Linked DNA regions of Mus musculus: all the other regions are linked to region 1. Evidence: chromatin contacts called from public promoter capture Hi-C data. All regions are on one chromosome and are shown on one strand. The core of a region is the stretch at or near the end of the contact, and the rest is flanking DNA. Distances in the headings are between cores, read along the strand shown.

Region 1 (4,873 bases), core at 886-3,385:
TTTGTTTGTTTCTTTGTTTGTTATAGGGGGTCTGGGGATTGAACTCAAGTCCACATGCTTATAAGCAAGCTTCCTACTGGTCTAATTGTCTCCGCAGATCACTTATTACATTTTACGAGTTTTCTAAGTTTACACATAGCTTCAGAGGTTATAATTTTTGAGATTAAAACAGTGGCTACATTCTCAGGTTCTATGCTAAGTACATCAGCTCTTCAGTCTTTTTCTTATCAGTTCTTGGGATCGAACTCAGAGACCTCATTCATCCCAGGCAAGTAATCTGCCTTGGGGCCAAGCTGGTCCTGTCTCTAACCCAGAGCCCTGCCCGCTCCTCTCTGTCTCTGTCTCTGTCTCTGTCTCTGTCTCTGTCTCTGTCTCTGTCTCTGTCTGTCTCTGTCTGTGTCTCTCTGTCTCTCTGTCTCTCTCTCTCTCTCTCACTTGCGTGTGTGTGTGTGTGTGTGTGTGTGTGTGTGTGTTTTGTCTGATTTAGTCATTTTCAAGATAAATGTTGCCATGGGTTGGAAATAACAGGAAATCACCAAATCCCATGTTTTTTCTAAGAAAGAAACCTTGGAAAGTGTTAAGCTCACTTGTAGTCGTGGAGACAACATGGCTTGAATCCATCTCTAGTCCCCAGAAAGATTCTTTGTCTTGGTTCTTCCCACATTCCCTTCCCCTTACACCCTCGCAAAGCTTCAAGAACTTTACTCTGAATTCCGTCCCTCAGCAATTCCACAGTAGAAGCCTACCAGCAGAAGCTATGTCAAGTGCCAACCCTGCTGGCAGTTTAGAATACAGATCTAGGTAGCCAAGTCCTAACCAATAAAATATCTCTCATTTATTGAGTGCCTGCTGGATACCAGGTCCTTGCTATATGCTCAAAAGGAATTGTAAGCCAGACACGATGCACACCTATAATCCCAGCATTTGGAAGAGTCAGACTGGAAGACTGAGAGTTCAAAGCCAGCCTGGGTTAATAGCAGGCTTTAGTCCAGCCCTAGCCCCATAGAACAGCATGCCTTGCAGAGAAAATACATTGCATTCAAATATGGAGTGTGCTCAGGACAGCTGTAAATGGCAGAGTAGGCAGAGTGGGGACCAGCCTTTCTTTGGACCCAAGCCTACTTTTCTCCTACACCTCCACAAAAGCTCGCTTCTCCTACAGGATCCTTACAGGGATGTTAGGACATATCTGTTTGACAGTTTTCGTGGAACGTTTCCAGTGGTCAGACACTGGACTGAACCTTTTCATTTGCAGAGCTGTTGTCATCTGTGCGGTTATGAACTTAAAACACAAACTCTGACGTATGCACCAAGTACCTGAGCTTGACACTGGCTTAATTGTGGGACCTCCAGTAAACTACTCACAATTAATAAGAACCAGAGGGCAAATTGGGTTTTCCCATGTTTGGGTGGAGAGTGTTGAAGTTTCCAGGAGTTTAAGGCTTTTAATCAGCTATCGACCCCACCCCCCCACCCCCCCCCCCACCCCCCCCCCGCTTCCCGGGTGAGAGCTAACAGTTAACCATCTCACACTTCTAAGATTTTCGGAAACTTTCAATGAACTGCTGGGCAGGAGCCTTCTCAGAAATTTGTAAGGACGGATAGGAATCTGGTAGGCAGCGGGAGCTAACAAGAACATTGGATTCTGCACAACTTTGAAGTTCCATGTACGGCTCTGCGAGAATCTGGCACGGAGCAGGCGCTGAGGACCACTCAGAAGTAGCACAAGTGACCAACAGATGGGAAAGTCCCCATGCTGAAGACTGGGAAAAGAAACAGTGCAGACCCAGAGGAAGGCGATCCCCCTCCCCCCTTCCTTGCATCCTACAGATCAATTCCAGCCTGTCCAGAAGCCATAAGCCCCAGGGAGATGGAGGGAAGGGACAGAGTCGCTGGCTCCCACAGCTCTTTCCCCTACTTACTTGCTCCGAGGTGTCGTCCCAACTCCTTGCCTCTTCCTGGGACTCTGAGAAGAGGGGCAACCCCAAGCACAGCCCTAGCAGCAGGAGCATGGCGAAGCCAGAGCGCGCGACCTCTCTGGGACAGCGAAGGTTTTTCAGGGAGTTGGAGGAGCCGCGGCTGCAGAGAAACACGCTGCATCCAGCCCTTCCTCCACCAAAGCCCCGCCCATCAATGTCCCCGCCCCCTTTATGCCCTTCAGGCCATCCTGAGTCCTGTCGCCTGTCGCCGCACTACCACTACCCCAGGCCACGCCTCTCTGTCCCTTGGGGAGTTTAGAGGGCATCCTTGGCTCCGCCCACAACTCACCCTATGATCCCTATGATCCTAGTTTTGCCTCCCCTGGGCTCCAAGGTTGACCGCAGGCCAGCTTTCTGCAGGCCACCACCTCCATCCTCCAGCTTGAGGAGCTACTGGGTTCCCATGTTTGGTTCCAGGAGGAAAAGACTCCAGACCTGCCCTAGTTGAGTGCACAGCGAAGCGAACTTTGTCCTGCATGCAGTCAACAAACTTCAGTGGAACTTGTTTCCTCTGCCTGTAGCTGCCAGGTACATCACTCCAACCCTTCATCCCCCGGTTTCCTTCGCTTTAGGATTTGCATAATTCCTGTTGCCCAGATCAGCTTTTAGAGCTCACCTGAAGTCTAAAGTTGACAGGGGCCCGCCCTTAGTATCTGCCACCAATGCTAGAGTCACAAATAACACGAGATGACAACTGATGGTCTAAGGCACACAAGCTGCATTGTCCCATTTAATTGATGAACTCTGGTATTGGAGGACAGAAAAGAGAACCTGCGTTCGCTTTTGAGAACATAGAACATTTGAACCTGTTTGGATTTTAGCTGGGGAATGAGTAGCATGTATCTTGATTACAGAATGTTGGTTCTATTTCTGACTTGCCACAGGAAAACCACTTCCGGTGAACCTGCCATGCCTGACCTTTTGCAACCGTAGGTGTGGGGGGAGGGGCAGTCTTTTTGCCCTGTGCACAAATAATGTAGCTATGTGTTTAGTGCAAAAGGCAGTTGTCTCAAAGACATACTCTGTCTCTGGCAATTCCATCTATCTAGATAGGGTGAGAAACGGGCTTCTGTGACCAAAAATGGGGAAGTGGCTGCCCCCATCCTAGGCACGATATGTCCCGTTAGACAGCCAATAATAATCATGAGGTCTATAGAAACACAGAGAGTGTTGGCAGTGTGATGGTGGGTGTAGGGATGTCAGATCACAGAACCACATCAACTGACACATCATAACTAGGTAAAAACACACAGGAATACACTTCACAAAAATCAGCAACAGTAGGCATTATGGCTTGAGCAGCCACCTCCTCTTAAAACATCCCACTTATTATTCTTAGAGCAATGGTGTTCGTTCTGCAGAGAAATCAGGAGAAGTTCGAACAAGCAAACTTGGTGCTACTGTGAAATAAATGAAAGGAAGATCCTGGTCGTCAACGTTAATCATTTAATTAGCCTAATCACCCAGTAATTTAAAAGGCACACAGCCAGCAGGAAGAAAGGCTGCTCCAGCCAGGTTTCCACACAGAAACCACATAGAAACCTGGCAGCAAACAGGTTGTTTACAGTTGCTATTCTCACTAAGGAAAAAACCCTCAGATCTTCTCCACTAGCTCCCCCAGGGATGAATAACTATTTGTGAACTGAGAGTCCCCATTGCAATGGACAACATCAGGTTATTGGAAGAGGGACAGTAATGGCTACCATGATTTGGGGGCTTAAACAGACCAGGGATTCCATCTTCTTCATCTCTTAGATTCCTTTTATCCTGAAATGTTACACAGGACCATACTCAATATCCCTACCCCCACCCCCGCTTCACATTTTACCTATTATCAAATACTCTCTAGCTTAGAGTCACAGCAGCAACATGAAGAAGTGTGTTTTGTTTTCTTTAGACTGAGGTTTCTCCCTCTTCCCGGAACCAAGGTACTGAAACACACCTCCTTTACTTTTTAGTCAATCTCTTGACAAGATCAGAAGTTCTTTGAAAACCAGCCTGTTTTACAGCTTCTAGCATTGTACATTGCACAGTTAGCACGGGGATAATCTTCTGATTAGTGGAATGAGACAAAAGACACATGGAGTGGATAGGTTCTAAGGAAGGAGAGGGCTTGTCCACACTGGCCCCCTTGATAAAGGCTCTGCACTGTCTGTTAAAGGGCCTCAGCTCACAATGGCCCACTTACAACCCATAGACTTTATAGTGGACCAGGACAATACACACTTTTTGTTTGTTTGTTTGTTTGCTTTGGTTTTGTTTTTGTTTTTCAAGACAGGGTTTCTCTGTGTAGCTCTGGCTGTCCTGGAACTCACTCTGTAGACCAGGCTAGCCTCGAACTCAGAAATCCACCTGCCTCTGCCTCCCAAGTGCTGGAATTGAAGGCATGAGCCACCACTCCCGGTGACAATACACACTTAAGAGAGAGCGTGCTTTGAGTTTAGGGGTTTGTTTCATGTTTCCTCCAGACCAGCAATATTTGTTGCTATGTTATCCCATGATACAGGAATAGCATGACATCTGAAGCTTCAGATCAACGGTGTAACCATGAGTATATACAACCAATATATCCTCTAGCATATACAACCAATATATCCTCTAGCAGGTATGTCTAGCCCATGGCTGAGGATGGCTATGAAGACAGATCAGTATAAAAGTGTAAGCTTAGTTGAAACAGTGTGAAATACCTTTGTGATTTTTTTATGACTATATTGAGTAGTTGTTAAGCATGAATTTTGAAGACAATCTTGTTGCAATGTAAAAGGCTGGACATATCTGCCTGAGTACAGTACATTGCCAATATTTTGGAATAGTGTACGTTTTGTTTCATGCATCATTGGGTCAACAAAATACCTATCTAAATATGTGTGTGAGACACTCAACACTTGATTATA
Region 2 (4,873 bases), core at 921-3,420, 110 kb before region 1:
CTCATCAGAACACCCTTCCTTTCTACGGCTGTGTGTAGACACCATGCTAGTTCTTCTATTCACCTGTCAATAGACTTTGTCTCCCACCTCTTAGTTATTAGGATGGTTTTGCTATGGATCCACATGTACAGATGTGTGGTAGTCATCATTCCACACGGAAACACACTCACACCAACATGAATGCAGAGCACTGAGATTAATCACCTAAGGCTGAATTCCACCGACAGAGATGGCTGCTGCAGGACACCCAGGTCACGCGGGGGAAAGTGAGTCACAAGGGTGACAGGCATGTCATAGGGAAGTTTTCTTTATGGTTAGTCTGGGAAAGTCTGGCAGCCATAATCACAGCCACAAATGACAAGGTCTGCCGCATCTTACACAGAGGTCTGTGTGCTTCCCATGCAGGTCCTATTGTGCTACTGAAAGCCTGGTGGGTGGGGCCAGGAAAGCTGCCTTCTGCCAAATGTTCCCCCACCAACCTCGAATTTTCTGTCCAGGGCGCTAAAGTTTCCGGCTGTATCAGAGGGGCTGTAAAATGCTCCCGGGTTTATCGGAGTTCATCAGACTGTCGAACAGCAGGCGCCGGGCTGCCAGCATCCCCTCATCTTGAATTTCAACCCGTTTTCTCTGCTTAACACCTCCCAGACCTCCCTTTCTGCCCCCACATAATAAACTCCATTCTTCACCAGCAGGCTGGGCAAGGACAGCAGCCTGGGATCTACACTGTGGGGATAGGGTTTGGCTCTACTTAACCTGCTGAGTTTTTTTCTTCCCTTTCCTCCCCTCCTCCCCAGCTCATTTAGCTGTAATCCTAGTAGACCCCAGGCAAAGAGGGGCAGCAACAGCATTTGCCTCTGGGAAAAATTACCTCACAGGGCCAGGTGCTGATAGCCCAGTGCTGCTTCACACTGGCTGTGTGGCCATCAGTGGCTTACTAGGGGTAGCTTGCACCTTGACCCAGAAAGACTAGACTTGCCTCCCCTGACCTCACAAGGAGGTCTTTGGAACAGAGGTGGCCTAAATGCTAAAGTGCTGTGGAGGAAGGTAGGTTTAAAAGAAACAAACCCCAAAACAGTCATAGGTTTTATGCTTGAAGGAGGCGTTCACTGAGAGGTAGGGAGGGTTTTTCTGAGGACCTGTGCTGGGTGTATTAGGCTTAAAACAGGACAGGGACCCAAGTCTGACAGCGAAGTCTGGTCGTCTGCAGAACATAGCAGCAAAGAACTATCTGCTATGGAGAGCTTCGTTAGGATGCCTAAGTTAAGACATCCTTGACCTGGAAGCCAGCTTGCTATTGTTTATATTTCAGGTCCCTTGACTTCATCTTTCCCACTGTGTGAGGAGCACGGATGTACAGGGATAACACTGTGTGCGGCTGTGTGAGGGGCCAGAGGTTGATATCACAGGGGTCTCACTAATTCAGCTAACCCGGCTGGCCAGCCCAGCCTCGTGCTTCCTGGTATTTACATTGGACCTGCGGACGTAAACCCTGGTCCACATTGTTGTGAGGCAGGTGTTTATCCACTGAGCTCACCTCACTGACTCTCTTCAGCCCCGTCTTTCTTTTTTTTTTTTTTTTTTTTTTTTTTTTTTTTTGGTTTTTCGAGTCAGGGTTTCTCTGTGTAGCCCTGGCTGTCCTGGAACTCACTCTGTAGACCAGGCTGGCCTCGAACTCAGAAATCCACCTGCCTCTGCCTCCTGAGTGCTGGGATTGAAGATGTGCGCCACGCATGCCTTCTTTCTACTTTTTTTGAGACAGGCTATGTAGTCCTGGCTGTCCTGAAACTTGCTATAGACACCAGTTTGGCCTCGAACTTGCAAAGATCCTCCTGTCTCTGCTTCCCAAGTGCTGGGATTAAAGGTATGTGCCACCATGTCTGGCCCAGGATACTCATTCAGCAGTCTTTCTCAACTCTTTCTCTCCAGCCATTGGGAACGTACCTCATTTGCATATGACCCATCCCCCTTCTCATCCCATTCTCTCCAGCCACTGGGAGCATAGTTCATTTGCAAAACTCCTGGAGACTTGCTTACCTCTTTGCAAAAACTAGGGCAAGGCTCATCCCAAGACCCAGCTGCCGAGTGGCTGACAGTAAGGAAGGAAGCTGCTCTCACTTCTTCTCAGCCTGACGCCCTCTCTGCCTGGTGCTGCCCAAGGTTCTCATTAATCATGTCAATAGCTGCATTGTCTACGCTTCTCACAGGAAGACAAGTGACACTTCCAAAGCCACTCAATATGCATATGAGTCTGTCTCGCTATTTCTGCCCAGCTACCTCTTGCTCTGCTCTCCACAGCCCCCTTCACAGCTCCTGGGTGTGTTTCTGGGTGCTTCTTTCTCACAATGATTTGCTCCCAAAATCTGCAGACTGAAAGATGTGTCTTGGTATGCCTGAGGAAAAGCAAGAACAATGAACTTCCAACACTTCTGCAGGAACTAGTATCTAGGTCTCCTGGGATCTAAGGATTTAAATTGAGAAAATGTCAGTCAGCCATGGGTCCAGCAGAAAAGCCTAGCTGCTAGGTTGAGGCTTTGCTCTCTCTCCCCATGCTCCATATTGCTGGTCCTTTCTAGACACTCTTTTCATCCAGTAGCAAACACTTGGAAGACAGTGGCCATCCTAATGACTCCTTGTGAAGTTTACCTATCAGACCTCACACTGTATGCTGCACCAATCCGCTGGCAAAACCAAAGGCCAACTACAGTGATCAGCTACAGGCTGCGAGCATATAAACACACACCTCCTGCCACCTCCCCCATTCCCCCAGCCCCGTTATATGTCTGAAGTGTACAGGCAGAAGCTTGGTGTCCCAGGGACCCAGGGAGGCCACAGGTGAAGCTCCCCATTCATTTTCATTTGCCCCCCAAAAGAGAAGCTCACAGCAGTCAGGCCAGCCATATCCAAGAAACTGGGCCTGAGACAAGGGAAGGTTTTCATTCTCTCTGAAATTTTGCTTCTTCCAAGCAATTTATTTCCCTTTTCCTTTATGGTGTTTTTTGAACAACCTGTAACATCCTAGGGTGTTGTTCACCTCCAAAGCAGTTCAGTAAGATCTAGATTGGTGATTGTCAACTTCAGGTGGAGGCCCTTTGGTAACTTCTACCCCCAATATCAAAAATCACAGTTATGAAGTAGCAATGATACTAACTTTATGGCTAGGGGTCAGTACAACGTAAGGAATTGTATTAGAGGGTCGCAGCATTAGGAAGGTTGAGAACCACTGTTCTAGATGAAATAGCATTTCTTCTTTGCCTAAGGGTACAAACAATTCCTGCTCCCTGCCTTAACCTCTTACTTAACCCCCTATTTCTTTGAAGCTCTGTAAATCTGACTGCTGTCTGTGACCCTAACAAAATAAATTTATCTCTGGGCTGCACAGAAAGACTGGCTGACACCCTCCCTTTGCTCTGTGCTCCTGACATTCCTTCTGAATGCGTATGAGGAAACACGTCCGTTTTGAGGAAGTGTTTGTGCTGGGGGTAAATTGCTTGAACAGAGTAGAAGGCTAATGTCATTGGACTATGTATAAGCTTTCCGGTTATGTTCACTTCAACAGCGTAGTTCTCACTGAGGGATGCCATAGTGTCCCAATTAGGCAGATGAAGAATTCAAAGGAGAAGGCATTGCTTACAAGTTCTAGAACATTCAGCTTCTAGAATATTCCTGGGCTTCGAGTATTTTTCTAAATACACATCACTTTGTGTGTGTGTTGATTGTGTGTATACATTTGCATATGTATGGACATAGAGGTTAGAGGTCAATCTTGAATGCCTATCTCATCCTCCCACCTCCCCCCATGCCCCCCCACCTCCTCCCCACCTCCCATTCCAACCCCCTCACCCCCAGTTTTTGGAGACAAGGTCTCGGTTTCATCCGCAGCTTGCTCACTACGCTCATCTTTTTAAAGACAATTCTGGGGACTGAACTCAGGTCTTGCCAAACACCAACTAAACCATCTCCATGGCTAGACACCTCACTTTTGAACTGAATTTTGAGCTGGTTTTACCTGTCTGTGGAAAGGGTTGTTTCTCTTGTAGCTTTCCATATGAACCTACAGCGTAGAAGCCAGACTGCATGGTTTGAGTACTTATTTATTTATTTATGTATTTATTTATTTATTTAGGACTTTTTTTTTAAGAGCTCATCTTAATGCCTGAAATACCACAGAAATGAGGGTGGGCTTCCAGTTGGAAACCTTAACAGGACGAACAGGTATAAGCCTGCCGTTCAGGCCTTCATTTACATTGAACTATTCTGAATACTGTATTTTCTGCATTGCTTTTGTAAGTCTGAAACAGAGTTTATTTCGAAAATCGTATTACAATGAATTTTACGCTCACAGTTTGATGAAGTTACTTTGTGGTCATGTCAATGAGTTTGTGGAGTACGGTGTTCAACTTCCATCATCAGAAATCCCCAGGAAGCTGTTGGACCCTGGGTCTGCTCTCGCACAAACACAGCTATTGTTTGGGGAAAACAATATGATCAGGAAGAGGGGCACCAAGAGCGAGAGACAGCAAAAGCTAGCGCCGCAGGCAAAGCCTCAAGGAAATCTGATACCTGGTAAGCTAATTAAAAGATAAAATTTTAGAAAATTAAAAAAATAATAAGATGATACAATTAGTTGAGAAACTCAGCTCCCTACGAAATGTACCCAGCTCATGAATATGCATGTCTATCTTTATGGCAGCCTGAAAAACAGCAAAGGAGAAACGCTGGAGTTTTTCCTTCCTTTTGGCTCAGGTTCCCAGATCCAAGGCCCCATGCAGCTATGGACACTTTGAAGGAGAGTTTGCTTTAGTTCCTGGGTTTGAGATAAAGTCAGAGTAACCTCTGGGGACAGAGGTGAATTCTAGAGCCCTCATTGCAGAGA
Region 3 (4,873 bases), core at 630-3,129, 73 kb after region 1:
TGCTAAGGTCCTGAGTTCAAGTCCCAGCAACCACATGGTGGCTCACAACCATCTGTAATGAGATCTGACGCCCTCTTCTGGAGTGTCTGAAGACAGCTACAGTGTACTTACATATAATAAATAAACAAATATTTAAAAAAAAAAAAAGAACTGAGCTGAGTGGTGATGGAGCACACCATTAATCCCAGCATTTGGAAGGTCGAGGCCAGCCTGGTCTACAGAGAGAGTTCCATGACAGCCAGGGCTACACTGAGAAACCCTATCGCAAAAAACAAAAGAAACAATAAATAAGAAAGAAATGAGTGTAAGTAAGTCAGAGTTTTGAAGCTGGACAATGGCGTTGCACACCTTTAGTCCCAGCACTAAAAAGGCAGAGACAGATATCTATGAGTTCAAAACCAGCCTGGGCCTGGTTCACTGAGCAAGTTCCAGGACAGCCAGGGCCACACAGAGAAACCCTGTCTTAGAAAAACAATAACATGCACAGAGTTTTGCAATCCAGTCAGTGGCAGTGGGACTGGGTTCAGTCTGTGATGACTTACTAAGAAGGTGGCATAAGGTCAGTAAGATGGCTCAGTGGCTAAAGGCGCTTGGTGCCAGATGTGACAACATGACTTCAATCCCAGGACCCTCAAGCTGGAAGGAAATAACCATTTACATGTGGCCCTTTGATCTCCGTATGGATGTATCTGTTTGGTGCAGCATGCACACATGCATAAACACATACACCAAAATAAGATAACAGAAATATGACGCAGTGCATGAGGGCTCAGTGGTAGAGCATTTGCCAGGCATACATAAGACATTAAACAAAACTTGTAGCACTGCTTAATAAACAACCTCTCTGGTCCCCATCGCCACCACAAGACTACCAAGAAAGTATTAATATAAAGTAGGGTGGTGTATATCTCTGATATCAACCAGCACTTGGGAAGCAGAGGCAGGTCTATCTCGTTTTTTGGCCAGCCTGGTGAGGTCCAGACCAGCCAAAGTTACATACTGAGATACTGTCTCTAAAACAAAAATATGTATCAGATAATGTACAAGAATTTTTATTAGTTCTGTTATATTGGTGGCATTTTGGCATTAATTGAAAAGATAATACGATTACTTGTTATGTTGATTACACAATTAAGTCTTCAAGGGTGAAGGTATACTGATATTCATATATTTATATAATTTACTATATGATGTAAGCAAATATGGAAAAACACTTAGCGGTCACTCCTAGGTGCGATGGACTGCACGCCTGTACCTTTGGGAACCCACATACTGAAACTATAGGATAGCAGTAGCAAGTCGGGAATGAAGCATTTATGTCATGGAGAGTTCTTCTCTCCATGAAAAAACTCGGCGACAATCTTGCCGGTGGGTACAACTATTACCTCTACTTTACCAGTAGTGGCCAAGCCCATGTCACTATTAAGCGGAGCAACTTGAGTTCCTCGTCTTGACCGACCGACCCCACCAGGGAAGTCTAAATGTAAAACCTCAGTGCTCAGCCTAGCGATTGTAAGCGATCAGTGAGTGCTTGTCTGCGACCACTTCTCGTGGAGCTGGAGGGCTTCGCGCCGAGCTGGGGAAGACTGCGCCGGAGAGGGCTCCAAGCCGAGGGAGGGGTCGCGGCCAGCCTGAGTCACTTACCTCGTCGCGGCATTGCTTTTGGCACATCTGGCAGTACCAGCGAAGCTTCTGGAGCCCTTTGGACTTAATTCTATTGGCGATGGCCTTGGGGCTCAGAAAATCCGACTTGCCCATGGCGACCCTGAGCGCTACAACTACAAAGCGGTCGGAAGCGGAACTGGCTCAGCGCGGGGACAGGCGGGACCGAAATTGACAGCAGGAAATGGGTGGGGCCAGGGAACTCGCGGCTTCGGCGCTCACGAGATTTAGCGAGACCGAGGACGCAGGCGGAGCGGGCCGGGGCGCCTGAGCTCCCGCGCACGCGCACTGAGTCCCGTCTGCCCGACCTTCAAGGCTCCACCATGTTCTCGCGGGCGAGCGTTGTCGGGCTGTCGGCCTGCGCCGTGCAGCCGCAATGGTAGGACCACATCGGGAGGGATGCGGGGGCTCGGGCTTGCTGCGAGGCAGGAGGGATGGAGCTGCATGCTCACTCCTGGCGGAAGAAGGCCCCAGCTCAGGCCGCGGGGATGTCTGCAGAGCTGGAAGGTTGCGTGCCGGACCCCTGGTAGGGGTCAAAGAGAACAAGGTCACGGTCTGATCCCCTGAGACTGGAACGGCCATCCGGGACCTCGGGACCCGGACGGGATTCGGGTTGAGCTTTGGAGCCATCTGGGTTTCGATCAACTCCGTACTTCCGCTCCGTACCCGGGAGCACAGCTTGCAAAGTCTTTAGAAAGGCCCTGAAGGTGAAGGGGCGACCGGGGAACGTTTGGTTGTAACTTTTGGCTTTGAAGCCCTGTGAAACACTGCACGGGGGAGCAGCGTGACCCTTTAAGGTGTGATGGCTTGCTTGAGCTCTTTGGTAAGGCATTCACTGTGTAGCCATCCGACTCTTTGCTGGGTACTGGAGAAACGAAGGAACTCAAAATCAGCCCCCGCCTGAACCTGCTGGTCGCCTTGGTGCTAAAGGGGTTTAAAAAAATCTGCCGATGAGGAAGAGAAAGACATTGCCATTGTCATCATGCCCTCGTGTTGAAGTACAATCTCTGCAAGGTCATAAAACTGTCCCAAGGTCCCTCGGTAGGAGGAGGAGGCCTTAATACAGTTACATTTGTTAGCCTCCATTTGATAAAGGGATACCATAAGGTTGGGCGACTTTAAATACTAATCCTCTGTGCAAAATAAAATAGTTGTATATTAGAATGCCCAGGGAAGGTCAGGTAAAACGTGACTTATGGGTGACGTTGTATAATAACATGAACTACTTTGAAGCTAGACTGCTAGAAGAACTGGTGCTAAGGAGATTGTTAACTGTGGACAGTGTTTTAGTGGTTCCTTGTTTTTATGGTACAGAGGATTATTAAGGCGCTCCAGCACTGAACTAGGGTTTTGTAACCTAGGTTAGAGAACTGCCAAGAACTAGTTGAAATAGTTCTTTCATTAAGCAAAGAATTTGTAGCAATATGCTAAGACTCCAAAGTAGTGAGGCAATTAAATACGATAGATATGAACTATGTATTGGAAGAATGTTGGTGGTGCACACCTTTGATCTCAGCAACTCAGGATGCAGAGGCAGGTGGGTGTCTGAGTTCTGGGCCAGCCTAGTCTGCAAAAGGAGTTCCAGAGAATGTGTGTGTGTGTGTGTGTGTGTGTGTGTGTGTGTGTTCGTTCAGATGTTGTTAGATTAACCTTGGAAGTCAGCTTGAGTTACTTATATGGAGGTCAATAACAGTTGCATTCTCAGTTGTGTCTCCTTCAGCCAGTAGATATTTGTGGAGTGCCTGCCCTGCACCAGTTGGCACTTCTTAGGTGATAAGATGTGAAGGGTCTTTGTTGGCATCCAGTGGTCCTCAGCAAACATCAGCTGTCTCCCGTGTTTGTGTATACAATGTGTGAAAAGACTATTCTTTTGTCAAGTGTAGTGAGGCCACTGTCAGAATTTGATACGCTTCCAATGTTTTCTTGAGAGTTAGCTAGGTATTAGCTGGTTAGGTGTTCACTAGTTAGCTAGTTGGGTGTTTTCCTTAACTCTACACTATGTAGCATCACACACTCCCAGCATTCCTTCCAGACTGCTGATTCGTTCATAGGCATCAAGTCTAACTCCTTCCTCTACCGACTTGAAGTCTTCAAATAACACTGTATGATCAAAGAAGATGCTGATACTTTCTCACAGTCCACTTGCTTCTCCATCAGCATGGTGGGTAGGGCAGGTTTCTGTACCAGCCTCCAGAGGATGAGTCGGGACATGGTGCAGTAGCTTCTCAGAGTGGAGTTCATTAAAGTAAATTAGCCCTAAAGGCTCGAGAGGTTCACTCTTGCCATCCTGAGTCTGGCTCTAGCTCCCTGGACATGCAATTGAAGGAGAGAGCCAACCTCTAAAAGTTGGCCTTTGACTCAGTACTCCATATTTCTATTTCCCCCATAATATTTTTAACATTTGTGAGCAGTCAGGTACCTCATGGCCATTCAGTGATGGAGCTGTGGTGTAGACAGTTGTCTTGAGCTAGAGGAAGGAGAACCATAACTGCTCTTAAAGTATACACTGCACGGAGAGTTAGAGGGCGGGTGTGCAACTCAGAACCGTCTGCATAACGTTCCATGGGAGCCTGTGTCAGTCCAAGCGAAGCTTGTGCCTAAAACCAGGTTTTCTAGCTACATGTGGAGCATTAAGGAAAGGAAAAAATAGAAAAAGAAACAAAGCTCAAATGGTGTTGCCTTTGTTGTGCCATTTCTAGAAGGGATTAATAGAATGGTCTCTGTGTCCAATAGCTGGTATGCTGAAATAGTTTGTCACATATTCCATCTTTGATCTTTTCTATATTTTTACAACCAAACCTAGTATTTTCTATATACTCTATTTCTTCTTATTTTTCTTTCTCTATGCCTATGCAAATCAAAAGTTTGATTTTGGGTTTTTTTTTTTTGTTTGTTTGGTTAGCTTTTAATTTTTTCTGGTGCTAGAGACTCACCTCAGGGTTTGAACATGACAGGCAAAGGCTGTACCCCAGTGTTGCACACCCCAATTTATAAGCCAAGAGACGGGACTTTTAAAACAACTGTTTTTGGTTTTAAGCTATATTATATTATTCTTAGATTTTTAAATGCCTAACAGCAATACTGAGATACAAAGATCCATCATTCTCTAATCTGCATTTGAAAATTATAATTAAGAGGAAAAACTCATTTCCAGCGTAGTTTTAGAATTGTATGATATTGAACATAAAGTATGGAGAGTTCATATCCGTGC

The links. Promoter capture Hi-C pulls out the DNA fragments that hold promoters and counts their contacts. Capture Hi-C pulls out chosen DNA fragments and counts their contacts.
Region 2: a contact with region 1 is called in a promoter capture Hi-C map of embryonic stem cells, with 2.1 times the contacts expected there. The contact joins the enhancer-like site here to the promoter of Itih5 in region 1. A contact is called at or near these places in 12 of 39 promoter capture datasets (the C10 cell line, the SN4741 cell line, cranial neural crest and 6 more), 15 of 484 Hi-C or Micro-C datasets (the G1E-ER4 cell line, the STO cell line, Sertoli cells and 11 more), 21 of 115 datasets of contacts at active chromatin or transcription factors (the 230-238 cell line, the NIH/3T3 cell line, acute myeloid leukemia and 14 more) and 4 of 9 other capture datasets (adipose tissue, embryonic stem cells, liver and 1 more).
Region 3: a promoter capture Hi-C map of adipose tissue shows a contact between it and region 1. The contact joins the promoter of Atp5c1 here to the promoter of Itih5 in region 1. A contact is called at or near these places in 5 of 39 promoter capture datasets (cranial neural crest, liver, neutrophils and 1 more), 1 of 15 datasets of contacts at CTCF or cohesin (the NIH/3T3 cell line), 5 of 484 Hi-C or Micro-C datasets (B cells, embryonic stem cells, hematopoietic stem and progenitor cells and 1 more), 4 of 115 datasets of contacts at active chromatin or transcription factors (the 230-238 cell line, effector CD8 T cells, embryonic stem cells and 1 more) and 3 of 9 other capture datasets (adipose tissue, liver and pancreatic islet).

What each region holds. Positions count from the first base shown.
Region 1 is chr2:10,150,805-10,155,677 of GRCm38.p6, reverse strand. Itih5 (inter-alpha (globulin) inhibitor H5) reads right to left here and starts at 2,135. Exons shown (of 14, transcript NM_172471.2): 1 at 1,923-2,135. The coding sequence starts at 2,012.
Region 2 is chr2:10,260,123-10,264,995 of GRCm38.p6, reverse strand. No RefSeq gene overlaps it. Among named protein-coding and RNA genes, the nearest start is that of Gm31496, 45 kb to the left of the region's middle. Within about 2 kb of position 2,170, at least 35 of the 459 cell types and tissues checked have an H3K27ac peak or open chromatin away from gene starts, as enhancers often do. A contact at or near this core is called in embryonic stem cells, oligodendrocyte precursor cells and trophoblast stem cells, where this site is marked.
Region 3 is chr2:10,077,516-10,082,388 of GRCm38.p6, reverse strand. It overlaps Atp5c1 (ATP synthase, H+ transporting, mitochondrial F1 complex, gamma polypeptide 1), which reads left to right and starts at 1,879. Exons shown (of 10, transcript NM_020615.4): 1 at 1,879-2,041. The coding sequence starts at 1,986. Kin (Kin17 DNA and RNA binding protein) reads right to left here and starts at 1,777. Exons shown (of 5, transcript NM_025280.2): 1 at 1,645-1,777. The coding sequence starts at 1,758.